Regions from separate parts of the Mus musculus genome. Here region 1 is linked to region 2. The links are chromatin contacts, called in public Hi-C maps. All regions are on one chromosome and are shown on one strand. The core of a region is the stretch at or near the end of the contact, and the rest is flanking DNA. Distances in the headings are between cores, read along the strand shown. Region 1 overlaps Kif1c (kinesin family member 1C). Region 2 overlaps Mink1 (misshapen-like kinase 1 (zebrafish)).

What was found. Hi-C and Micro-C count contacts between places; a contact is called where the count stands out from the background.
Region 1: a contact with region 2 is called in a Hi-C map of bone marrow-derived macrophages, with 29 read pairs. The contact joins two enhancer-like sites. A contact is called at or near these places in 1 of 484 Hi-C or Micro-C datasets (bone marrow-derived macrophages), 3 of 115 datasets of contacts at active chromatin or transcription factors (bone marrow-derived macrophages, double positive thymocytes and pancreatic cancer cells) and 1 of 9 other capture datasets (liver).

Annotation. Positions count from the first base shown.
Region 1 is chr11:70,716,061-70,722,107 of GRCm38.p6, reverse strand. Kif1c (kinesin family member 1C) reads right to left here. Exons shown (of 23, transcript NM_153103.2): 17 at 4,610-4,689; 18 at 3,015-3,109. Among named protein-coding and RNA genes, the nearest start is that of Mir6925, 13 kb to the right of the region's middle. Within about 2 kb of position 1,632, at least 84 of the 459 cell types and tissues checked have an H3K27ac peak or open chromatin away from gene starts, as enhancers often do. A contact at or near this core is called in bone marrow-derived macrophages and pancreatic cancer cells, where this site is marked.
Region 2 is chr11:70,578,518-70,584,866 of GRCm38.p6, reverse strand. The region is part of intron 1 of Mink1 (misshapen-like kinase 1 (zebrafish)); the gene reads right to left. Among named protein-coding and RNA genes, the nearest start is that of Mink1, 19 kb to the right of the region's middle. Within about 2 kb of position 4,741, at least 132 of the 459 cell types and tissues checked have an H3K27ac peak or open chromatin away from gene starts, as enhancers often do. A contact at or near this core is called in bone marrow-derived macrophages and pancreatic cancer cells, where this site is marked.

The DNA.
Region 1 (6,047 bases), core at 383-2,882, 140 kb before region 2:
GCCAATGGACAGAGGAAGACTGGGAAAGACACATCTAAGAGTACCACTGCATGACTGAGAACAGCAAGAGGATTGGCAGGGGCAATCTATCTTACCTTCATTTATTTCCCATCATGCCCCAATACACAGCCATATGCGAGGTTAAAGACCAATAATCCCTGCTCTCCCAGACCTTAACCTGGCTGGTAAGGCGGATGAAAATTAGGATAACTCAAGGCCAGTGAAGATGACTTAGCAGGTGCAGGCATTTGCTGCCATGCCTGATGAGTTCAATCCTCCCAACGCATATGGCAGAAGGAGAGAACTGACCCCTGAAAGTTGCCCTCTAACCTCCACACGCATGCAGACACTAAAGAAGAACATATTTCAACAGGATGATTGCAACTTTTGTTTGTTTTTCGGGTTTCTCTGTGTAGCCCTGGCTGTCTTGGAACTCACTCTGTAGTCCAAGCTGGCTTTGAATTCACAGAGATCAGCCTGCCTCAGCTTCCTGAGTCCTGGGACTAAAGGCGTATGCCACCACTGCCTGGGAATTCTAACAATTTTTTAAAAGCAGATAATCTAAAGATTATCTAAAGGATGAAACAGGGGTGGTGTTGCAGGAAGAAAGTGGGTCCAGGTGAGACGACTGCTCCAGACCAGAGCAGGTGCTTTACCACCTTTCTTGAGACAGGGAGGATGGCCTTGAACTCCTGGTTCCCTGCTCCCCACACCCCACACCCCAAGGGGTTGGGATCACAGCCACAGCACAGTTAGCTGTGTGCAGTACTGAAGGGCAAACTCCTGGCTTCACACAAGCTACAGGAGCGCTCTACCACATCGGCCACATTCCCAACCCTCATTTCCTCAGGAATCCAGCAGCCAGGGACACAGCCAAGGGCACAGCCCCTGAAACTGTCAGTCTCTGATACGGTCCAGCTCTGTTGTTTTCTAGGGCTGATTACCTAACCTGGACACCTCAGCTCTGTCTCCTGTGACTGAGTGAGACAACTCAAAGAGAAAAATAGATGGTCAGTCTATAACTACTGCATGTCCCCAGCGCCTACACCTTCTCTACCTACCCCTGGTAAGTCTTAAGTCTATCGTTAGAACAGCCCAGATGAACCAAACCTTTACAGCCCACCCCCTGGAGCACAGACACATTGACTGTTTTTATTGTAACATATGTCACAGTCGTGCACACCTCCTCTGACACATATGCACTCTGGAGCATGGGCTTGCCCCATGGGTGTCAGTCACATAGCCACATGCCTATGTGTCACCTCCTCTGACACACTATAGACTCCTAGGACATTGCCATACTGAAAAGGGCTTCACAGACTGTAATATCTGCCTTCGCAAGCTTACTGCCCGAGGTAACCACAGAACAGGAACTTGGCAATATCTCACTGTTCTGAACTGATTCAACTGCTTCCAGCCCCTCAAAGAGGAAGCACTTGTTCACCATGGGGACCAGACTGACTGCACCAATCTGTTAACCCTGAACCAAACTGAAACTGAATGTCTTAACCTGAGCTGTAAGCCACTTGAATCTTTTCCTTCTTTCTTTTTCTCTTTCTTTTCCCTGCTCCAGGCCCTGCTTGCTCCGGCCCATAGGTTTTTTTATTTGTTTCCTCATTACGGATGGTTGTGAGCCACCATGTGATTGCTGGGATTTGAACTCATGACCTCTGGAAGAGCAGTCAGTGCTCTTAACTGCTGAGCCATCTCACCAGCCCTTTTTTTAATTTCTTAATGGTCTCTACACACTGCCTAGGCTCCCACCCAACTCCTGGGCTCAAGTGAGCCTCCTGCCTCTGCCTCCAAGCACATTCTGGCTAATTCTTAGTGTCTGCTGCACTAGCATGTGGACCTGAGTTTTCTATTGCCAGTATGAGCTGGCCGTGGTAATGCACAGTGTCACCAGAGAGCTGAGAGGAGTGGAGAAGGTGGCTCTTTGGAGCTCCCTGGCCACCCAGTCTTGCTGAATCATTGGGCTTTTAGGTTCTCAGAAAGACTGTGTCACCAAAAAAGAATCCAGGGAAACGATTACAGAGGACAACTGATGTCAATCTCTGGCCTTGATATGAACACACCACACACACATACCCATACAGACACATATCACACACAAAAGTGCTGAAAGCCAGGTATAGAACCTGTATTCCTAGTCTTTGAGTCGCTGAGGCAATATAATGAAGAGTGTAAGGTCAGTCTGACCTACACAGAGAGAACCCAAAGCAAACAGAAAATGTGTTGGGGTGAAGGGCTCAGTGCTAGTGCACAGGGCTCAGTGTTAAGAGTGCTTGTCTGGCAGGCACATGACTGAAGCTCCAGGTTCAGTTCCCAACAGCACACTCTAAGCTGTTCAAGGCTTTGATATGTCAAACAAGCTGTCACCCTCAGAACCTGGATTTCTTTGTTTGTTTGGTTTTTCAAGACAGGGCTTTTCTGTGTAGCCCTGGCTGTCCTGGAACTTGCTGTGTAGACCAGGCTGGCCTGGAACTCAAGAGATTCTTCTGCCTCTGCTTCCCAAGTGCTGGGATTAAAGGCGCATGCCACCACGCCTGGCTAGAACCTGGGATTCTTAAAAACTTTACAGTTAGAGTAAGGCCTAAAGGGCCCAAGAGCTTTGGAACCACAGAGATACCAAGGTCATTTAGCTCTCAGAAACCTTGCCACCATAGCTGTATTGACCCAAGTTTCCCACAGAGACAAATTCAGATATCCCATTGATACAAAGATGGGTTTCAAACATAATTACCATAATGCTAAGGGGAAAAAAAGAATGAAGAAGGCAGTATTTCTATTTCCTCATTACCCAGACCCCACTCTCCAAGGTACAGCAACGTGCTACTTGTGCCTCAAGACCCCAGCTGTCCACAGCCACGCATACAGCCATCACCACACTGCTTACCCATGAGCTCGCGCTGCAGACGGAGAGGAAGCACCCCTCTTCTGCATGGCTCGCTCTCTGTGTGGTACCTAGGCCCCCTCTCCATCTTAGCCATTCTGCTCTCCCCCCTGACCATTACCTTCTCCATCAGGCTGAGGGATGCTGCGGAAGAGGCAATGCTGCTCCCGGATGAACTGGCCAGTCAACTTGATGTCCACATCTACTTGGCCAACCCTGGGGGAGCAATGGCCAACATTTTCTAAGCATGTTCAGTATTTACCAACTGCCTCCTAAGTACCAGGAGTACCAGCTCATCCAGCTCAGTGAGTCAGATGTTAATCTCATTTCACAAACAAGGACACTGGGGTCCGGGGGTGGGGGGTGGGGGGAGATGTGCCAAGATCGTACAGTTAAGCAATACTGAAGCTGGGATTTGAGCCGAGGCATCCTTGATCCTTAAGGCCAAGTCCCACATCTGTCCATTATGCAGCAAAGGGTCAAGGGTAGCCAGGCGAGGGTGGGCAGCCTTATGCCTTTGACTACAGGATGTTTTCTTAGCAGCAGTTATTCAAGCCACCTGGCTCAACCCTGGAGCCAAGTATGAGCACTGACTCTCAACAGCATGGGGCCAGGCAAGGTTTCTTTTTGCCTTCCCCCAGGGCCTCAGCAAGGACAATCAAGGAATGTCAGAGGCTAAGAGAGCAGCAGTCGATTTCCCACCAGTCTTCTGCCCCAGTAAGACCTCTTCCCCCGGGAGCCACCCCCACCAAGGTGCCAAGAAGTGCCTGCCCTTCGCCAAGTTGCTGACCTGGGGACCTCAACAGTTTTTCAAAATCAGAAAGGAATTAGGTATGCATATATTATACATTATACACCTATAATCTCAATACCTGGGAGACAGACATCTATAATCTCAATAGCTGGGAGACTGAGTCATGAGATTTTTGAGTTTGAGGCTAGCCTAGGCTACATAGTAAGCCCCTGTCTCAAAACAGGAGGCAGGGGCTGGGTGGTGGTGGTACACACCTTTAATCCCAGCACTTGGGAGGCAGAGGCAGGCGAATTTCTGAGTTCTAGGCCAGCCTACAGAGTGAGTTCCAGGAAAGTCAGGGCTACACAGAGAAACGCTATCTCGAACCTCACCCTACCCCCCACCCCCGCGCCAAAAAACTGGGGGTCAAAGTGGGGGAGTGGGGGAGGGGCGCATGGTTGGAGAGATGGCTCCGACTTGGCCAAGAAGGATCATAGAGCATGTACTTGTACTACTTTTTTTGCCCTCCTTTTGGACACACGGTTTCTCTGTGTGTAGCCCTGGCCATCCTGGACTCATTCTCTAAATACATCTGACTCTGCCTCCCAAATACTGAAATTAAAGTCATGTGCCACCATGCCCAGCCACACAGCCACATGTGTTGCTCTTAAGGAAGACCTAAGTTTGGTTCCCAGGACCTATGTCAGGCAGCTCACAACCAGCCATAGCTCAGCTCCAGGGGATCCAGTGCCTCCTGTGGCCTCTGTGGACACCTGCACACACGTGGCATTCCCTGACGCAGACACATGCACATAAATAAACATAAAGTCTTTGAAAAGAAAAACATCTGAAGGGGCAATCAGGGAAGCAGCTGTCTAGGGACCTGGACAATCTGCAGTGGCCACCAAAGAGAGGATCACAGTGGTCAACGTGTCAGTCCTTCTGCAGTCACACACCACCCCGAAGGGTGCAGCAGTGTTTACCTGGTGACGCCATCTTTGATGTGGTAGAGAAGACATTCAGACATCAAGGGGTCCTCATTCAGATTTACCAGGTGGGGAGTCTGCAGGTAAAGAGGCAGAGGTGCTCAGAGCTAAAGGTTCATGATAATCAGTAAGAATGGCCACAGAGAAGAAGGGAGCAGGGGGCAGGAGTGGACATCTCTCTAGTTTTGGTACTGCTCATCCTGCCCTTACGATGGCAGGGAACTTTCCACCCTCCATCCTTCTCCAAGCACCCCTGGTTCCCAACTCTCAAGCATCTTCAGTCACAACTAGGCCTAAAAAGGCATCCCCCCCCCCCCGAACCCCACCCCTGGTAGCCTGTCCTGGAGCCTGTCTCTGTCCGTGCTGCAGCACTGCAGACTCCCTGGCTGGAAGCCTTGGATTCCACCTGCACCAACGCTGTTTTGTGTGTGTGTCCCTTCTATGGCCCAAGCCCCATCGCTTCTGAATCCCACAAATCTGCCTTGTAACTTCTGGGAAGGAAGAGAAGGGAGCAGTCAGGAGATGGGTACACCCCACCCTCCATTATACCCTGAATTTCTATAAGCATGGATTACTTTTAATAATTGAAAAAACAAGTGTCACCAACCCCCTTCTTAAAATCAAACAGAAGTTGAACATGATGTGTATATCTATAATTCAGGCACAGAGGCCAAAGGGTTACGAGTTCAAGGACAGCCTGGGATACATAGCATGGCTCTGCTGTTTCTTGCAGCAGACTCTATCCCTTCCCTGAGACTCTTCACCTAAGGCCAGAGGCACTTACTCCAGCTGCTGTTCCTGCCCACGGCCTCACATACCTGGCTGATCACTAGGCTGCTTTGCGGTGAGCATGTAACCCACTCCCTGCCTTCACAGAACATTATCATCTGTCTGTCTTATGTCCCCCTCCCCTCCCCAAGTATGTACCTCTGGGGAACACAATGAATTTGTTCCCTATGGTCGCTGCCTGGGCCCACACCCCTGTACCATCCCTCTTCAGACCTGCGGGAGTTTTGGGGTCCCAGCCTCCCACCCACACCACCTGATGGCCAGAAACGGCGATGGACACGCCCATCTGTCGAGAGCTCCGCTTCACACTCTGGCTTCCCTGGCCTCCTCCCTGAGAGCCCGCCCACATGTCCAAGCCTTTTGAGGGTCTTTTCCCCCTCTGTGCTCGTGTCCAGCGTACTGCTCAGAAACGGCCTGGGAGCCTCTGACTGCAGAGGGAGCTGCTAGCCCCACCGTGTTCCCACACCCGGTACAGACTATTTCCATCTCCACCCACACCACCAAAGCCATTCACTTCATGTCCCTCGGGGTCTGTCTCAAATGCCCCTTCCATAAAGCTTTCCTAAGCCCTTCAACCAACGAAGCCTCCATTCTATACAAGGATTTGCTTCAGCTTTCTAACTCACCTCGGGGTGGTTATGGGCGC
Region 2 (6,349 bases), core at 3,492-5,991:
GAGCACCACCAGGGGAGCATCAAACAGGGTTTCCCAACAACTTAAGGGCCACCAGGATCACACACCTTTCTCAGTTCAGGCAGAAGTTAGGAGAGGCAAGTGTTCTGGTAAAGTACGGCAGCCTTTCACATCCTTCATCTAGATAGGAGTAATTAAGGATGTGCAAAAGAGAGACAGCAAGATGAGCATGTGTGCAGGAGAGAAACCAGGGGCTTTGGGGAGCTTGGAGATACAAGAAAGTCTCACAAGATCACCTCTGCCTTCATGCCTAAGCAGAGATGACATACAGCTCCAAGGACCCAAAGGAAATGCAGAGACAGACACCAGCCTTCTCAACAGGTGAGCTGAGTGGGTCTCCATCTCCCAACCTCAGAAAGCAGGCAATAGAACCTGTTCTCAGCCCCAATGGTTAAATGTGGAAAGCAGGCCCCTAGCTAAAGCACTGGACAGGTTACATCCTTAGGGGAAAGGAAGTGGATGGAGAAGGGCTCCCTAGAGGACCCCTCTTCAATGACCCTGAACCTGAAGAAGAGAAGAGAGTGTATAAACATTCTGAAGGCTAAAATCCTCATCAAACTGTCAGTATTCAGCACACCCACTTATAATAAACTATGCTCTCATGAAGCCTTCCAAGATCCAGGTCCCCAGATTTCCTCACTGTCAAAAATGGACTCTCAACTCTACTGGCCTCCCTCTCACACTGGGAAACGTCATCAGCTCTCCGTGGATTCTGACTGTACACTGTAAAGTGCCAGTCTTCTATGCATCCATATTCTGAAGTGTTTTGTTTCTGTAGCAATCAAGTATGCTCCAGGAGTAGAGGAGAGGGAAAAGAAAGCAAGATGGGTATTTACATAGAGGTGGCGTAATGCGCTCCTTCTGGGTCTGTAAGCCAGGAGGAGGTAGAGAGCATGCACGCATGCACACACACATGCAGATACATGCGGAAGCAGAAACAAGTTAGAACAGAACACATCTATGAATACAGATGCCATTCTCATCAGAAACTAGTCAGTGCAAAGGGGCACCCTACCTGCCGCAAGGATGTAAGGGAATCTCCCCTAATTACACCCTTTGGTTTTACTGTCCCCAGACCTAGGCTCCCTAGACTTTGCAGACTCACAAGGACCCCAGGGTGGCTGCCTGCATCAATCTAGAGGGTCTTCAGAAATGGCCCAACACTGGAGATCTACATGAGGAAGGCTGGTAGGGGAGGGAGCAAAAGAGAAGGAACCAAAACTCAAGCAGCATGATGGGGCTCTAAAATGGCCGCAGGCAAGGCAAGGACAGATGGTCCCTTTTTGAGCTGGGGAAGTGGAGAAAGGGACAAGGAAAAAATAAATACCATCAGTCAGAAATTTAAAAATAAACTGAAAAACCCGAAAGATAAACAGCTTGCTTCTGAGGTTCCGCCTGCCTGCAGAGCTCTCTAAGGGGAAACAGAGCTGCAGGCCAGGGAGACCAGCCCCTAGCCTCAAGTCTGGAGGAGACTACTGATCATGCAGGTCAGGAAATCCTGCAAATCCTGCAGGCAGCTGAGGTGGTATCCTGCCTTTACCCCGAGTTAAGTAAAGGCCTTAGTTTTTAAAACGGAACAAGCTCTCCACACACTTGGTGTGTCCCCGGGGAGCAGAACTGCATTATCATCCCATGGCTGCTGCCTTCTCCCAGTCACCCAGCATGTGCAGTCATTAAAGTGTTTTCATCTGTGCTTCAGAACTGTAGAGAGCTGGGCAGATGAGAAAACCAAGGCTCTGACAAGTGGAATATCTGCCTAGCCCAGTGGTTCTCAGCCTTCCTAATGCTGTGACCCTTTAATACAATTCCTCCTGTTGTGGTGACACCAACCATAAAATTACTTTTGTTGCTACTTCTTAACTGTAATGTTGCTACTGTTAAGAATCATGTGCTTTCTGATGGTCTTAGGCGACCCCTGTGAAAGGGTCATTCCACACTCACACCACCACCCCACCCCAAAGGAGTCGAGACCCACAGGCTGAGAACCTCTGGTCTCAAGTAAAGAAAGCCAGCATTGATGCCGGAGCAGTGTTCTGACGTAATACTACTCTGTCCACTAGGTCTCGTCTGCCATCATCTGCTATCCATGAGCCGAGGATGGCAGCTTCGTACTTAGATGCCTTGTATCTGACTGCCTTAAGTGACTTAAATGGACACTGTCCAGACAGTGAGATGGCTCAACAGGTAAGAGCACTTGCCACACAGACCTGATGACCTCAATTTTAAATTGGGTTGTTTTTTGAGACAGGGTTTCTCTGTGTAGCCCTGGCTGTCTTGGAACTCACAGAGATCTGCCTGTCTTTGCTGGGACTATTAAAGATGTATACCACCACCATCCAGTTGATGAGCTGAATTTAATAGCCAAAAGTTCCTGACCTCCACATACCCACATGCAACAAATAAATTCGAAATGCTTTAAATTACATGGAGCTCTGCCAACACTCATGGTGCCCTTTGTCTCTCCTTGTGTGGGAAGGAAGCAGGGCAAGAGGCCCAGATGTTACTGGGTCTCAGTTCTATTGCACCAGCCTGTCTTACACATGTTCTCCATTTTCAGTCATTCCCCTCTGCAGTACCTGGATGGCTTAGAACGTCCCTCTAGACTTCAATTTAAACATGACTACCTACTGGAACTGTCCCGTTTCCAGGGTACCCTGTAGTCACCCTTTCAGGACACCAATTACATGTTTATATAGTAATTCCCTTCCTGACCTTCTGCTAAACCAAGTTGTTGAAGGTCAGGGCTGAATTTTCTGTCATATGAACACAGAAATAAAACTATTCCTTAGAGGGGCTGGTGAGATGGCTCAGCAGGTAAGGGCACTGACTGCTCTCCCAAAGGTCCTGAGTTCAAATCCCAGCAACCACATGGTGGCTCACAACCACCCATAATGAGATTTGACACCATCTTCTGGTGTGTCTGAAGTCGGCTACAGTGAATTTATGTATAATAATAAATACATCTTTAAAAAAAAAACAAAAAACAAAAAACTATTCCTTAGAGCAGTGGTTTCTAACACTAGCTTGGGGTTATCACCGTCCTTCCAAAATGACCACAGAAAGGAAAATGACAGGCACATAAGGACAGCTACTAAAAGTAGCTCCTAAGGCCGGGGCTGTTCCTCAGTTCGTAGGGCGCTCCCCTGGCATATAGTAAGCCCTGGGCTCGATTCCCAGCACCCCAGAACACCAGGCAGATGGTGTCATCTGCCTGTAACCCCAGCACTCAGCAAGTAGGAGGATCAGACTCTCCAGACCATCTCAGAAACCGTGTAAGCCAGCCTAGTCTATTCAAGACCCTGCCTCCAGAGAAGGAGGGAGAAAAACAAGGGTCTCTAAAAGTAATGGGGGGCAGGGAGGGAGGTCATAGATAAGTATTACCTGAAAGCAGATTTTTTTTTTTAAGAGGAGGAGACCGTTCTTATAGTTGGCAAAACCCAAGTAGTAACAAGAGAGTAAGACCATGCACTCAGGAGGGCAGGAAGAGATGACGCTCAGACTTTCTGGAGAACAGATTTAAAGAAATGAGCAGCCCTGTGACGTGGCACATGCCTGCTATCCCAGCTACTCAGGAAACTGAGGCAGGAAGAACACATGCTCACGGCCTTTGTGAGCAACTTGTGACCCTGTCTCAAATAAGAAGGGGCTGGCAATGTAGCTCAGTGGGAAGGACAGAAGGTAAAAACCCTTCCCCTCTTCAGACAACAGCTTCCTGGAAGGTACTGAAGTGTTAAGAAGATGCTGAAAGGCAAGCCTTTGTAGCTGGTGCAGAAAGGAAGTCAGAAGCACAGGATGCAATGATAGCTGGGCACATCCTTTAACCTCACACTGCCACCCCATCTCTTCTCACAAGAATTCACAGATGGAAAAACATCTTCAAGTCCATAACATGCTACAAATTTGCATGAGTCACTGTAAGAATCGACCCCCACAGAACAGAGAATCTGTGGCAAGAGGTGGTTTTCTAAGACAGTCGATGTTTCTAGCATTCAAGAGTGAAAAGGAGCAGCTTAGGAGAAAAAGAGAATGAGTGGAACTAAGAGGCAGGAGAGAGAGAGAAAGAGAAAGAGAAAGGAGGGGGGGAGAGAGAGGGAGAGAAAGAGGGGGGAGGAAGGGGGGAGAGAAAGAAGGGGAGGAAGAGAGAGGGAGAGAGGGAGACAGAGGGGGGGAGGGGAAAGAGAGGGAGGGAGGGAGGGAGGGAGGTAGGGAGAAGGTTGTGTTCCAGTGGGGAAGGGAAGGCCTAGAAGCAGGAAGGAAGCAGGCAGGAGACACCGGCCCATTCACTCTGGCAGCTACCAAGCTGACAGAGGAGGACTACAGCAGTAACGGAGGAGGACTACAGCAGTAATCAGGGGTTGGGTAACGGAGGAGGACTACAGCAGTAATCAGGGGTTGGGTAATAACAAGGCTTCTTTCTCCCTGCCGATTTCCAGCCGCAGCACAAACAAATCATTACTCCTCATTGCCAGCCTCCTACTGTTGAATCAGGTGTCCACAGAGCCAAGGAAGAGACCTGTGGCCCATCTTAGCTCTATATTGCTTCTAGTTATACAAGAAGTCCAACAGGATGCCATAAGAAAGGGTAAGAAAAAAAAACTATAGAAATGAGCAGCTGCGTCTGGTGGCACACGCCTGTCATCCCAGCTACTCAGGAGATCGAGGCAGGCGGAGCACACACACTCATGGCCTGTGTGGGCAACTTGTGGCCCTGTCTCAAACAGGAAGTAAAGGGGCTGGGGATGTAGTTCAGTGGGAAAGCACTTGCCTACTAACATAGAAGGCCCAGGCACCACTGGAGACAGAAAGGTGAGGCCAGATGAAAAGAGCACCCCCTACCCCACCCTACCCCACCCCAGACAGACAGCGGCCTACTGAAGGCTCTAAAGTGTTCAGAGGCCGACAAAGAAAACCAAGAACTGAGCACAGAGTGCCAGGCTGAGTCAGGGGAAGAAGAGCGGGCGGAGGGTAGGGACAGCAGGGTGTGGAAAATGACTGTCTGAATCACAGAGTTAGAAAGAAGGCCAGGGTTACTCTCTACAGGGTGGAGACCAGGTAGTCCTGGCTCCACCAAGAACCAAGCCAGAAAAAAAAAAAATCGCAGCTAAAGGGAGCTGGGTATGGAGGAACTTCCTGACCAGCAGGATGGAACCAGCACAGCCACCCAACTTTTCACCAGGCCTGGCTCTCCACTTTGCCTAAGAAACCTCCTCGGACCCCTCTCACACCAACTCCAAGTCAGTTCATGTATTCACTCACCAAACATCGATCAGCAGATAAGGCACTTGCTTCGATAGCCTGCTAACCGGGAACATATGTAAAAGTGCAAGGTAAACAAGGAGATCTTCCACATGTGTGCCATGGCACGCATACTCCTACCTACACCCACACCCACCCCTACACCCACACCCACCCCTACACACACACACACCCCTACAGACACACATACACACACTCACCTCATTAAACATCAAGTGCCTAAGGCTGAGGGTGTACCTCATCTGGGAGTGTGCTTGCCTAACACGCATGAAGCCTACACGCATGGAGCATGTTCTATCCTCAGCATCTCATAAAACTGCAAGAAGTGGACACACCTGTGATCTCAGCACTCAAGTGGTAAAGGCAGAAAGAGCAGAAGTTCAAGGTCACCCAGATGCATCACAAGTTAAAGCTAGCCTGTTCTTACACGGGAAGCAGAGTAGAGAGCTGGCTCTGCAGTTCTAAGCTGGCTGCTCTTGCAGAACATGCTTTGTTCCTAGCAACCACACTCTCCACACTCACACTCACCTGTAACGCCAGCTCCAGGGGTTCCCAAGCCCTGTTCTGACTCTGCGAGCTCCTATCGTGTGTAAGAATCACATACATACATGCAGGCAAACATACAGATAAAATAAAACTTTTGTTTTTAATGAAATAGCTGGGAAGCGAAGGTGTTAGTGACTAGAACGTGACAGGTAATACAGAATAGAGAGCCCTCCCCTCAGGGAGCTTACAGTCTACTTGACAAGGCATCTACTCGAGAAGGCATCTACTGAAGGAAGATACAGTTAGTTACACAGCTATAAGTCCTAAAGAAAGGGGACTGGGTACTATGACAGACCAATAGGGAAGGAAAGCCAGCAAAGGACATGATATTTAAGCTGAAGCCACAGGGACAGTAAGTTAACCCAGCCAAGGATACAGGGGAGCCAAATATGCTCGCTAGCCAGCCCTCAGTCTGTACGTTACAGAAAGCTCTTGCTGCATGTTTATACAGAAGCCCTGCCTCTCACATCCCAAGTGTATCCCCACCAGACTGCCCCCCCCCCCCCCGTGAGTGCTTCCTCTGGGTGGG